3 separate regions of the Rattus norvegicus genome follow, and regions 1 and 2 are each linked to region 3. The links are chromatin contacts, called in public Hi-C maps. All regions are on one chromosome and are shown on one strand. The core of a region is the stretch at or near the end of the contact, and the rest is flanking DNA. Distances in the headings are between cores, read along the strand shown.

The links. Hi-C and Micro-C count contacts between places; a contact is called where the count stands out from the background.
Region 1: a contact with region 3 is called in a Hi-C map of kidney, with 4 times the contacts expected there. The contact joins two enhancer-like sites. A contact is called at or near these places in 5 of 12 Hi-C or Micro-C datasets (the A7r5 cell line, frontal cortex, kidney and 1 more).
Region 2: a Hi-C map of frontal cortex shows a contact between it and region 3, with 4 times the contacts expected there. The contact joins two enhancer-like sites. A contact is called at or near these places in 6 of 12 Hi-C or Micro-C datasets (the A7r5 cell line, Schwann cells, frontal cortex and 3 more).

What each region holds. Positions count from the first base shown.
Region 1 is chr2:137,348,857-137,352,835 of GRCr8, forward strand. No RefSeq gene overlaps it. Among named protein-coding and RNA genes, the nearest start is that of Noct, 71 kb to the right of the region's middle. Within about 2 kb of position 2,410, at least 4 of the 93 cell types and tissues checked have an H3K27ac peak or open chromatin away from gene starts, as enhancers often do.
Region 2 is chr2:136,609,013-136,613,240 of GRCr8, forward strand. It overlaps Slc7a11 (solute carrier family 7 member 11), which reads right to left. Exons shown (of 12, transcript NM_001107673.3): 7 at 4,133-4,228; 8 at 2,258-2,361; 9 at 1,366-1,462. Among named protein-coding and RNA genes, the nearest start is that of Slc7a11, 57 kb to the right of the region's middle. Within about 2 kb of position 2,904, at least 8 of the 93 cell types and tissues checked have an H3K27ac peak or open chromatin away from gene starts, as enhancers often do.
Region 3 is chr2:137,065,021-137,069,256 of GRCr8, forward strand. No RefSeq gene overlaps it. Among named protein-coding and RNA genes, the nearest start is that of Noct, 350 kb to the right of the region's middle. Within about 2 kb of position 1,886, at least 12 of the 93 cell types and tissues checked have an H3K27ac peak or open chromatin away from gene starts, as enhancers often do.

The DNA.
Region 1 (3,979 bases), core at 1,160-3,659, 280 kb after region 3:
TGAGGGTTGGGTATGATGCCTGTAACACAGGTCAGGAAGATCATGAGTCTAAGACTAGTAGTCTAGGCCACATAATGGATTCAAGACCAGCCTGGGCCTAGTGAGTTCCAAGCCAACATGGGCTACTGATACTGAATAAGTCCTTGATTCAAAAACTCCAGAAGAGAGGGATGAAGGTGCCCAGCTGAGGCGGACTCAGGCACCATTCTTAGGCCTAACCTTAATTACCCCCTTAATGGCCTATTTGGGGGATGAAGGCCAGAGATTGAGCCTCTAGAGTCTCAATTCTTCTATCACGGTACACCCAGCCTGTGTTTAAATACTGTCACAGGGCCCCCGGGCAGTGTCGGCCCACACCTTTAATCCCAGCACTCAGGAGATAGAGGCGGGCGTCTTCGTGAGTTCTATGAGGCCAGACTAGTCTATAGAGTGAGTTCCAGGGCAGCCACAGCTACACAGAGAAACCCTGTCTTGGGGATCAGGGGTTGGGGTGGAGGCAATAAACTTTATGGACTGGAGAGACGTCTCAGTGATGAAGAGCACTGGTTGCCCTTCCAGAGGACCCAGGTTCAATTCCCAGCACCCACAAGGAAGCTGACGACAGTCTGTAACTCCAGTTCCAGGGATCTGACACCCTCACACCTGTTCACACACAATTTTTTTTTTCCGGAGCTGGGAACCGAACCCAGGGCCTTGTGCTTGCTAGGCAAGCGCTCTACCACTGAGCTAAATCCCCAACCCCCACACAATTTTTTTTAATGCTGCTGCACTGGCAGTTAGAGGCTTCGACGTACAGATTCTGAGAGACAGTTCAATCCCTAACAGTGACATGCCTTCACCGGATACAGCGACATCGCCAGGCAGCAAGACACCGTGAGCACAGGGGGCCTTTCTCATTTGCCTGTTTCCTGTCATACCTGCTATCACTGGAGGCTTTTATCCCGAGTGCGTTCACAGGGCCTGCATATGCATGTGTATCTGTGTGTGGTACAAGCTCCGAGGCCTTGTAGCAGAGATGATCTATCCCCGCTGAAGAGAAATGACAGTGAGAATGAGAAGAAGGAGCCAATTTGTCACTTAATGCAAGGCCTGATTGTGCTGCGGCAGGAGCCTCACACTGGGATTGATTACAAACAAGATGACATTTCCCTGTGGGCCGCCTCACGCATTATTATAAATAAATACCACTCACTTTAGCATCTGCATGGCCATCGATCGAGAATGCATTCTGCTCTCGGTGCCTTGGGTTCACAGTAAATATCCCAGGGACCACAACGGCCTTTCTTCAATGTGTAGGAGGAACGTTGCTTCCCGGGAGACAGTTTCATAAAGTGGGGGCTGTCACTCAAGTCCGTGAGAAAGGAAAACGCACGCAGAGTTGAACTGACCCTGGGAGTTCATTTCCAAGAAACCTTCGCCTTCAGCTGTGGTGGGGACTTTCTTCCAAAGGCTCTGGCAGATGGACAAGGGCCTGGGCACACGTGAGCCCAACTCTCACGAGGACCCCTGGGCTCCACAGTGAGAGCTTGCCTCTAAGGAGAGAAGAACATACAGCCTATAGCCCCTCAGCTGTCTGGGGGCCGTTTGGGTTTGTTTGGGTTTTTTTTTTAATTATTATCATTTTTTATATTTCACACCAGCCCAAGAGAATCAGTTATTTTCTGGGAGTGTTTCCTGGGGAAAAAAAATCACAGCAGGATTTTCAAGATGGAAATAAATCTGTTAAATTTCGAATATCTCTTTGCCCTTGCCCTGACTGCTCCAAATCTGTCATCTTATGAGTTTCAAATAAATAAGTTATTTTAACCAACAAAATATAGAGTGACTGTTTTCTATTTATTTCTTGACGCTTTGCTTCGGTGCAAGGGTGAATTTGATCTGCCTGCGGAAATTTTTTTTTCATTTCAGTATCTATCCACTCATTTTCTATCTTCCCCTCCACCTCCTCTTGATGCTCTCCCATCAACTTCTCAATCTTTCCCTCCTACATAAACCGAGGAGTTTGGCATCTATCTGTTTCAGGCGTGACGTGAGTGCCCCCTGCTGTCAAGGATGGTGAACAGCATCGCAGCCAGGCAGGTTCAGACCAATCCCTCAGACGGAGAAAAAAACTACATCCCTGGGCAAACACTGGTAGGTTGTTAAAATGAATAATTTATTAAATCGCGATTGTTTATTGACATCCCTTTCATTATTTACTTCTCAGTTATTAAACATACTCGTGGAGTGCCTGGGTGTTAGCCCTTGGCCCACTCCAAGCCTTTTTCCCAGGCAGGGATGGAGCCAACCCCTTGATTCTCTCTATCCAAGACATTTTCGATCTCTTTTGTCAGGTCGGGGTCAAACTACAGTTGTTCCATGATGACTTTATCAATTCTCAGTTGATAGACTCTAAATGAAAAACTGCCCGCTGCTGCCTCGCCGCCACTTAAGAAGGGGGTTATCTATGTAATGTTCTGTCAATCGGGCAGGGTCTGCGGCAGACACAGCGAGTCAAGTGAAACGGGAGGAAAAGATGCTTTTAATGTTTTTATTAGTCTTTGTCCCCCACATCAAAGACTAAGCTGACAGGCATTCTGGACTCTCCTTCCAAATCAAAAAGATAAGGGAAGGAATGCATGCACGCACGATCCTGAAGGAAGTCAGCAATACGCGTCTTATGTAATTATACCAGTCAGCCCTCACCCCGAGGTGGGTCAAGGTCAAAAGCACCAGGCTCCAGTAGGGGGCGCACATCCCAAAAAGAAAACCTCTAACCCCAGCCTTGAAGATATGTGTTAATCTGCACCTGGGAGCCCTGGCCTTTTTTTTTTTTTTTTTTTTTTTAAGATTTATTCATTTATTATATATAAGTACACTGCAGCTGTCTTCGGATACACCAGAAGAGGGCATCGGATCTCTTTACAGATGGTTGTGAGCCACCATGTGGTTGCTGGGAATTGAACTCAGGACCTCTGGAAGAGTAGTCGGGTGCTCTTAACCACTGAGCCGTCTCTCCAGCCCGAGCCCTGGCTTTTAAAGGACAAGCTCACGTTTCCTTATGGTTTGTTTTCATACAATATATTCTGATACTACTTTCCCCCTCTCCCAACTCCTCCTCATTTTTAACCATGCAGGAGTTCACAAAGGTGTGTGTTTGTGTAGTGCCCCCCCCATAAACAAATAGATAATAAATAAATAGTCAAGGCAAAAAACAAAGCAGAAGTTAACAAATGTCACTATAAAACCCCAAATTTTAACACAAAGAAGATGAGTGAGAAGGTTCAGTGGGTCAAAGTGTTTGCCCTGCTTGCTTCAAGATACCACAGTGAAAGGAGCAAGTGAGCCTCGCTGACTTTCACAGGCAAACCCACATCCCCTCACACTCTATTAACAATGAAGAATTTTTTTAAAAAAAAGAAAAGAGAAAGTCTAGTTGATCATGATTGGTACTGGAGCTACATATAAACATGTCTCTCCCCTTTCCCCTTCTCTCCCCTTCCCCCCTCTCCTCTCCTCTCTCTCTCTCTCTCTCTCTCTCTCTCTCTTTCTCTCTCTCTCTCTCTTTCTCTCTCTCTCTCTCTCTCTCTCTCTCCACACACACACACACATACACACACACACACACACACACACACACACACACACACATAAGTCAATTAATTCATTTTCCAATAACTCATTAGAAATCTTCATTGGGTGGGAAATATTATATTATCAGATGTTGTTAAAAACAAAAAATTAACAATAAACAATGTTAGAAATATCAAATTAAATATGACTTTCAAGTGAGACTAACACCCTGACATTTCTTCCCACAGCTCTGAGTATTTGAAGGCTCTACACTCAGAAAGCACAGGGAAGACGCAGAACATATGTTCAGCCTGCAGTCCTCCTGCTACATGCACCTCTGATGGCTAGGAACAGAGCCCAACATCGTAGGACTGTATCCCATGTCACAATGTTAAATGGGATGGGCACCCTTCGTTTACACCAAATT
Region 2 (4,228 bases), core at 1,654-4,153, 450 kb before region 3:
TCACTGGCCACGCAGGCTAGGCTGACCGGCCAGTGATCTCCAGGGAGCCTCCTGTCTCTGCCTCCCCAGTACTGAGATTATGAATGTAAGTCACCATACCAGCATTGGGTCTGAGGGACTAAACTCAAGTTCTCATGCTTGCCAAACTCGTAGCATGTACAGGTGTACCTTACCCAAGACATTGTATTTTCAAAGAATAAGAAGAAAACATGTCCAATCACTCAAAATCATCCAGAATCAATTAGTAAGTTGCCAATCATAAATATTAAATGCAGATAACTGGGAAAATCTAAGGAAGCTCTGAAGTGATTTCTGAAGTGCTCCTGGGACCCACACACAAGTGACAACCGTGTGAAGGTAAATCTCTTGGCTCCCTAATGCACAACATTGACCTTTTCCTACTCCGGGTCAACTGTCCCCTTGTGATAACTGCTTGTGAGCCTCAGGACCAGGGAAGAATAAACAGAGAAAGAGGACGTCAGAGCAGGAATCTGCAGCTGAAAAAGCCAAGGACAGCATGAAGGATAGCAGAGGCTTCACACGAAAGCCCTCTTTATGGAACAGCACATCCTGTTCCCACAAATGACGTTAGCTTCCAGATTGTGCACAGAGTGCGTATGTTCAAAAGAAATTTCAAGGAAACATTCTGAAACAAATTAAATGCATGGAGAAGAAAAAAAAATGCTCAATGCATCCTAGGGAGCTCTTGACAGCAGATTCTGGTTAAGAAAAAATGTTACTAAAATCAGAGGAGGGAAAAAAATGACTGTAGCATTGCCCAAGGGTATTTGAGAGCTCTTACACCTTTAACAGCCTTTTGTGTCCCACATTTGACAAATATCACCCCAGCCTAGAGAATTCCCCTGCTTCAATCTACATTTAGGGTTTTCCTTTTTTTCCTTAAGGTTTGCTCTCACAGGCCTCCTGGAGAAACATTTGGCTGTTTATGTCTTATCTATGCTTTAAATTACGTTGTATGAGAGGGACCAGGAGAGGGCCACAGATCATTTTTGCACAGTCTGCTTTCAGCTGAACTCTGAGACCAGAATTTAGATTGTATCCTTGCGGTTTTTCCTTTTCTTTCCTTTGAGGCTCTCCGCCAAGGAGAGAAACCATAGCCTTCATTTCCCTTCATACCTTACAAATTTCTGCAAAGGTGAAGCAGAAGTGAGGTGGGTCATATCCCAGGGCATCCGGTACACATCAAAAGCACGGAGTCAAAGCAAGCCAAGGCAAACATCTCTGGCCTCCCAAACACGACACACTGAGCACCAACCCAGTGGTGAATCAGGATGTCTGTTCCATCCCCTCCTTCCTAACCATTGTGTGAGGTTATATCTGCATGTCCTTGTTAATATGCATTACCAAAACAATAACAGCTGGCAGAGGAGTGTGCTTGTGGACGTGAATCATGGAGAGGATTTCCGGAAGGTGCCCTTCTCGAGATGCAACATAGAATAACCTGCAGGGAGAAGAAGGGTGAAGTTGACTACAGAATCAATCATTCAAATGGAGCAGTTCTTAAATCCCCAAAGCAACATGGATGCATCGTCCTCATGCTAGGCGTCTTGGCATTTCTCCTCTGGTCATTTGGGTTGTGCTTTGAAGACAAGGGGAAGATCTCATCCTAAGTCTCATTTCAGGACCTACAGAGTCTGGGAAATACCTTATATTGCTCTGAGGAAAAACAATAGAAATATTGCACTGAGTAGAGTTCTTCTTATATAGGAGTAGCTGGTGGCAAATTCAGTGCTAGATTGCTAGTGTCAGTCCAAAGTAGCACACATGCATTGCACATGTACACATATGTACATGCATGCAATGTTAACCTCTCTCTAAATTGTAACATAAATAGGCAAAAAAAGATTTTGGTACCAACGAACTAAGAAAAAGGGTTACAGATGGCAGGGTGGTGATTTCTGCTTTCGACTTTACTGTTTTCCGTGGCACCTTCACAAAAACAAAAGACTTTATCGCTAGAAATAAAGGCCATTATAAAACCCTGAAGACAGACTCTTCAAAAAAAAAAAAAAAAAAAAATGCAGCATGCCCTGCTCAGAGTGGGCTATGTGTAGACACGCAGCGCCCTCTACTGGACAGAATGAAACATGCTTCACCGGAATCTACTAGGAACTCGCATATCCCTTTAAAAACAACAGGTTCGGAGGAACTATTGCTTTTCTCTTTAAAAGTTATCCTTATCACATCCAATCTCTAAAACAGAAATGTGTTTCTGAAAATACATGAACTCGCTCACCTGGAGACAGCAAACACACCACCGTTCATGGAGCCGAAGCAGGAGAGGGCAACAAAGATCGGGACTGCTAATGAGAATTTTCCCAGCAGCCGCTCAGAGAAGGTCTGAGGAAGGAAAGAACGGAGCAAATTAATGCTTTCCCCGAAAGTGGAATAAAATGAAACAATTTAGGCCAAACTTGCTCTTTGACTTTCCATTAGCCTGGTGCTACGTGAATGTTTTATAATCCTTCTTTTTCGTTAGGGTCAAACTGACTCCCAAGACAATCATCAGAAGCGGGCACCATGGCATTGCTGTCTCAGACCTGTGGGCAAAGGTCTAAACAGTCGCCTTCTCTGTCCCTCCAAAGCAACGAGCCGTTTACAGACTCTTTATCAACTATCGCCTCTGGTAAGAGGAAGGGGCTTAGATAGGAAATTCTACTTTAAGGACAGAAATTGCTCTGCACAATCCCAAAAAGCCACCTTTGTATGAGGAGCACTAGACGTACACTCGTGAGTGTGACAGGTACTGGCCCACCTTGATGCTGGAGGATAAATCAGAACAATAGACAAGTTGACTATTTCATCATATGAGTGAGCCAGTCTGAAGGTTCTTTACCCGAGTCAGACCAGACCAGCTGAACCAGTTTATGGAGTCAGCCCTCCCCGACCCTAGGAGGCTGTCATTTCCTACCAGGGTTTCCTGTAAAATGCTAGAACACAACTCCAATCCTGACAAGTGACACAAAGCATAAACAAATGGTAGACAAAGTTCTAAGATTTTCTCCTAGGCACTCCTGCACATTTGTATAAAGGATGCTTTTTTTTTTTTTTTTTTTTTTGGTTATTACAGGATTTTTTTCTTCCCATTGTCCTTGATGCAGCTGGTGCTATGCAATTAACAGACCCCATTATGCTCTCCACAAATTAGGGCTGCCCTTTGCCTAGAAACGTGAGGCAACCGACCAGACACCCGGAAGCTTTGTACATTTCAAGGCAGTGGACAAAGCCCTTTTCATACTGTGACCTCAGATACAGGTTCGCACCACAGGAGGTAGCCATTCTCCGTGGGTGTTGCTGATAGGAAGTGATACTGTGTTAAAAGGAATTGTGTTTGGTGGATGGGAGTGTCTCTGGGTGTTTTTAAGTTTTCACCTTCCTGGCTTCCAGTTAATGAGTGCATTCTTTCTTCCCAGTTAAAATGTCTGAGCAAACACGAGTGAAAAGAAAAAGCAGTCTCATAACATGATCTTTGGACACGAATATAGTTCCAGTGTGAAATAATTTTGTGGAAAATCTTTGGAATTAGGGGGTTACAATGCACAGTCATCTCCAAGTGTTGCTGGAACATCTCTTTGTAACATCTCTTTAACATTTAATTGCCTACCTGTTCCCAAATTTATAAAAACCACCACAACACCACTATTCCAAGTCATGCTACAAATGGATGAATAGACATGGTCCTCCTGAAATTTCTAGAAAAATAATTTGGGGAGAGGATTCAAGTCAACATTTGAAAAGTTGATAACCAGAAATGAGAAGAGTGGATTATACTTTGCATATCAAAACTTGCCTTGATTTGCATTCAGAAACTCCGCCTGTCCTTAGAAACATGTTGGGAAAATACTCCCTCCTTGTAGGAAAGCCTTTTTAGGCAGCTTTATATAAAAATGCCTTTTAGGAGAATTAAAAAAAAAATAACAAAGAGCTCTCAGGGTAGAGTTAGCAGAATCTAAGTAGGGTACACTTTAAATCTTCAAAATATTATCATTCAGGTCAAGAAAAGATGACTAACTTCAAAACACTTTCTCCTGTAGGGAGCCATGATAAAGCAGAGTCCATCCTCGACTCATTAGCCTAAATTCTAACTGTGGGAACTGTAATGTTGACTTACCACCGCCACAGCGCTGGACTGCAACAGCTCCTCGGCGCTAATGGTTGTAAAATAGGCCACATTTGTCAGGACATAGCCAACTGTGATGATGGCCAT
Region 3 (4,236 bases), core at 636-3,135:
TGTTCACTCTCGGACTAATGATACCATGTGACAAGCTGGACTCATGCTCACACCTTCCTGGAACCTACCTCTCTGAAATGCTGAATCAAAGTAAGTGTTTTCTTCCCAGGATTGCTCAGGGTTGAAATACCATTCAAAAATTACAGTAACTTACCATTCTGTCATTGGCAGGTTCCAAGAGCCGTGCTGACCCACAGACATCCACCTCAGCCCTGAAATACGGCACTGCTGACCCTCCTACAAATTGTGCCCGCAACACCAGAAAATATACAAGATGGCTAGAGCTTACAAACCTGTACATTACTAAGAACTATTACTACGACACATAGCAGCAGACACAGAAAACACGTGAGCGTTGCGGAGGGCGGATGGTTCTCTGCTCCGCGACAAGAGAAAGCCTTCGGAAGGACGGTCATGCGCACTGAGCGCAATTCTGCTGAGCACATTTTATGCCTTGTTTCGTTTAATAGTTACAACTCCGTGAGGAGCAATATTTGTAGCTACTTCCCATGTGAGAGAAATTGAGGTTTGGAGAGGAATTCCCCCACATCACACTCATACGTGAGTAAGCCTCTGTCTGGTGGCTTACGCTTTAATTCCTCCCTCTGACTCCTACAATAGCCTCCCGCTTAGGAGAAAGGATAGAATGCACAAGTAGACTCCAGCATAGAGGGACTTGGGGCTTAAATATACTTCCCAACTGAACCAATTCTCAGGCATATTCATATTTTGGAAGTATATATATATATGAAAGTTTTACTACCTAATCACTCATGGCAAGACACAAGCACCCTGTAACTCTTTAACTTTTAATTTCCAACTGAGTAGATAGAAGATAGTCTATAAACTGTGTTTGGGGGAAGTTTTTAACTAGCAGATCCCAGTCTACTGGATGACTTGGTCTGAACCCTAACATTTTAACGTTTTTGTGCCTCTCCCTGGGCTTCTTATTGCCCTCCCTTAAGAATCCGAAGCAGTGCTCTGTCCCTAAGGGCTGTGCTCTTAAGTTGATTCTAGAGTCCATCAAAGGGAGAGTCTCTGTGAGCGTTCGTTCTGGTTACCAACCTGAAGCTAAAGCATGCCTGTGGGGCTGTGAGGAAGTTTCCAGAAGGATATTAACTGAAGCAGGCACACCTGCCCTCCACGCAGGCACCTCCCAGCAGGCAGCCAAGGATGGCCGACGGCCATCGTTGGACTTCTCGCCGAACCGTACACCATGAGCCAATCTAACAAATCTACTGTAATAACAAAGCTACGTTCTTTTAGCTCCGTTCCTCTAGAAAAGCGTGCCTAAAACGGTCCCTGACATGTATAACAAGCTTTGCAATTAGATGTCAGCCAGCCATGATCTCTCTGTCTCCAGAGAAAATGGGAAGAGGTTGCCTTGGGATGGGAGGCCAGGTCAGAGGCAAGGATATGAAGAGAACCACCTTGTTGTTGCATTTTAATTTTTCTGCAAGAAACGTGAAGGCGATTGTACTAGTGAGTCTAAACCGTTCCTCTCGTGACTGGCAAACACTTCTCCTAATGGGAGGAACATGTGAGTGTAGGCTTTGCTTGTTTGCTTGCTAATGTTTTATTTATAGAATTGAAGCTCAGCATGGAGCAGGGAAGTAGTAGGTAGGACTCAGTACTGTCTGGTCATCTGGTTCAGTGACTTGCTTTCAACCTTCAGGAAATCAAACAGTAAAATAGGATTCCCCTCCCTTCTTGTTTCTGGTCTCTCTCATCCTTCATCCTCGGCATACCAGCCTTCCTGGACAACCAATCTGTGCACTGTCTCAAGACTCATCCTTCTGGATTTTTCCTGTCCCTTAGATCCCAGGAAGAAGCCTTGTGTTCTAACAGTCTTTTTCCTGCCACTCAGGCTCACCGTTTGGTACCCAAGCTGTTTTCTACTCACTGGCATCTAGCCTCAAATTCCGCTCTGCCACGGGAGTCAGTGCTGCATCAGACAGTAAACGGGCTCTTTACAAACCCGGCTTAATTTAAAGAAGCGTCCCTGTGAGCTGCATTTCTGCAGACATTTTCCAAGGCGTTAGCAAACAGGCTGTATGCACTGGCTTGTACAACAGCAGATTGGCTGTTGTTTCTGTCACTCTGGGCGCTCACTGGGACAGCTCAAATTAACTAGCACGGTAAACCACAGGAGCCAGAGAGAGATTTTTACAGACTTGAGGTTTCTGCTGCTGTTCTCGCCTCTTGTTTGTGGAATTTTAGCAACTGAGATCTGCAGAGCCCAGGGCCAGGAGTGTGAGTGATGGCAGCAGTCAGAGAATGAAGAAAGCTTGAGTATGGGAAATGAGGGGTAGTTAGCATTTCTCCCTCGTTAGAATGGGAGAATGTGATAGTTCCGTCTTTCATCCTAAGTCCTGTTGTCTTTCATGTCCTATACCTGCTGTGTGCGTGCGTGCATGTGTGCATGTGTGTGTGTGTGTGTACATTTGAGTGTGTGCGTGCATGTGAGTGTGTGTGCGTGTGTGTGTGCATGTGTGTGTGCATGTATGTGCATGTGAGTGTGCGTATGTATGTACATGTGTGTGAGCATGTGAGTGTATGTATGTGCATGTGTGTGCATGTGAATGTGTGTGCATGTGAGTGTGTTGTATGCATGTGTGTGCATATGAGTATGTGTGCATATGTGTGTGCATGTGAATGTGTGTGCATGTGAGTGTGTTATATGCATGTGAATGTGTGTGCACATGTGTGTGTATGCATGTGAGTATGTGTGCGTGCACACGTACATATGTGGGTCAGGGAGCTGCTCGGACTCTCCAGAATTGGGGTTACAAGGATGTGCCGCCATCACCCACTTTCTCCTTCTCCTGAGTTCTGGGAATCAAACTTGAGTGCTTACCCAATTAACTATGCTCCTAGCACCTATGTTTATTTTTACTTGTGCATAGTTTAGGGCATAATTTGTTTTATAAGGTCATTTTTTGCAAGAGCTTGTTGTCAAAGGAAAACTCTCACCTGGTCTAATCTGTGCCACAAGTCTCCAAACAACTTTGAAACCCTGTGCCAAGGACAGCCAGGCAATGGGGTGCTGCGTTAGTGGCAACACCACAGCAGATGACCCAGTCCTTCCCCAAGATAACTGGTCTACCTAACATTGCATTTGGGGACAGTGTGCCTTTCACTAGGATTCCAGTCATTGACCAACCCAAGAGATAAGGACTCATAGCAGAATGTGAAAACTCCATTCTGCTGTCCCTTCTTGTAAGGTAATTCATGACTAAGGTGTATCTTTGATATGGGGGTAGGTAGAGGCAGTGAAAAACAAGAGGGTGTGGTCAAAAAAAAGCTAACACTAGCAAAATTGAGATTGTGATGGGGCAGTCTTTTATACGATAGTACAACAATCAAGCCAGAGAGAGAGAGAGAGAGAGAGAGAGAGAGAGAGAGAGAGAGAGAGAGAGAGAACGGCATCTCCCATGGACTTTATGGTTACAGCCCAGTCTTTCACTGGCCAATAGAGCATCCATTGGCCATAGATAACTGTTGAACTTTACATTAATTCTAATTAAAAATTCTGTTCCTTAATTGCACTGGCCACGGTTCAGGTGCTAATGGCCACATTTGGTCACTGCCCACCGTGTTGGACACAGCAGATGATAACATCTCAATCATCATAGAAGGATCTGCTACACATCTCACCTCTAATGTATTCCCGTCTAATGAGGCTCCCTGACCTGTAGCATCAATGGGGAGCCTTTCTCCAGGCAAAGGAGAAAGCCTTAAAAAGCTGGGTGTTAGAGAAAGAGAATCCACATGACCCAAGGGACGCAGCCAGGCAGCCCGACCATGGCTTCCAACAAGACTCTGAGACTCTACCCAGAAACCCTCTCGGAGTGCAGAGATGCCAGAGATTGGAGCACCTCCTGCCAGAACTGACAGCTCTTTTCCCATGGCCTGAGGGTTCACTGGAGAGTTAGAAGGAGCAGAGCGAGTTCCTCATACAAATTAAAATGCAGGAAAAGGGTAGTCCTAACACCCAGGGCCTGGGAAGCCAAGACTGCCAACATGATTACATAATTGAACTGTCTCACCTTGCCCAGTCAAGTTAGATTCCAAGGAGGGTAATTAATCTTCCTGCTGCCTGTTATTCCCTGCCCTGTTCATGATTCTGCCCCTGCTCAAAGTCAAGTTTCCCAACAAGAAGAGAAGAAAAGGGTGGGGAGGAAGAAGCTAAGTAGTAAAACCACCAGGCAGAGGGGAAACTTTAACGTGGTCTTT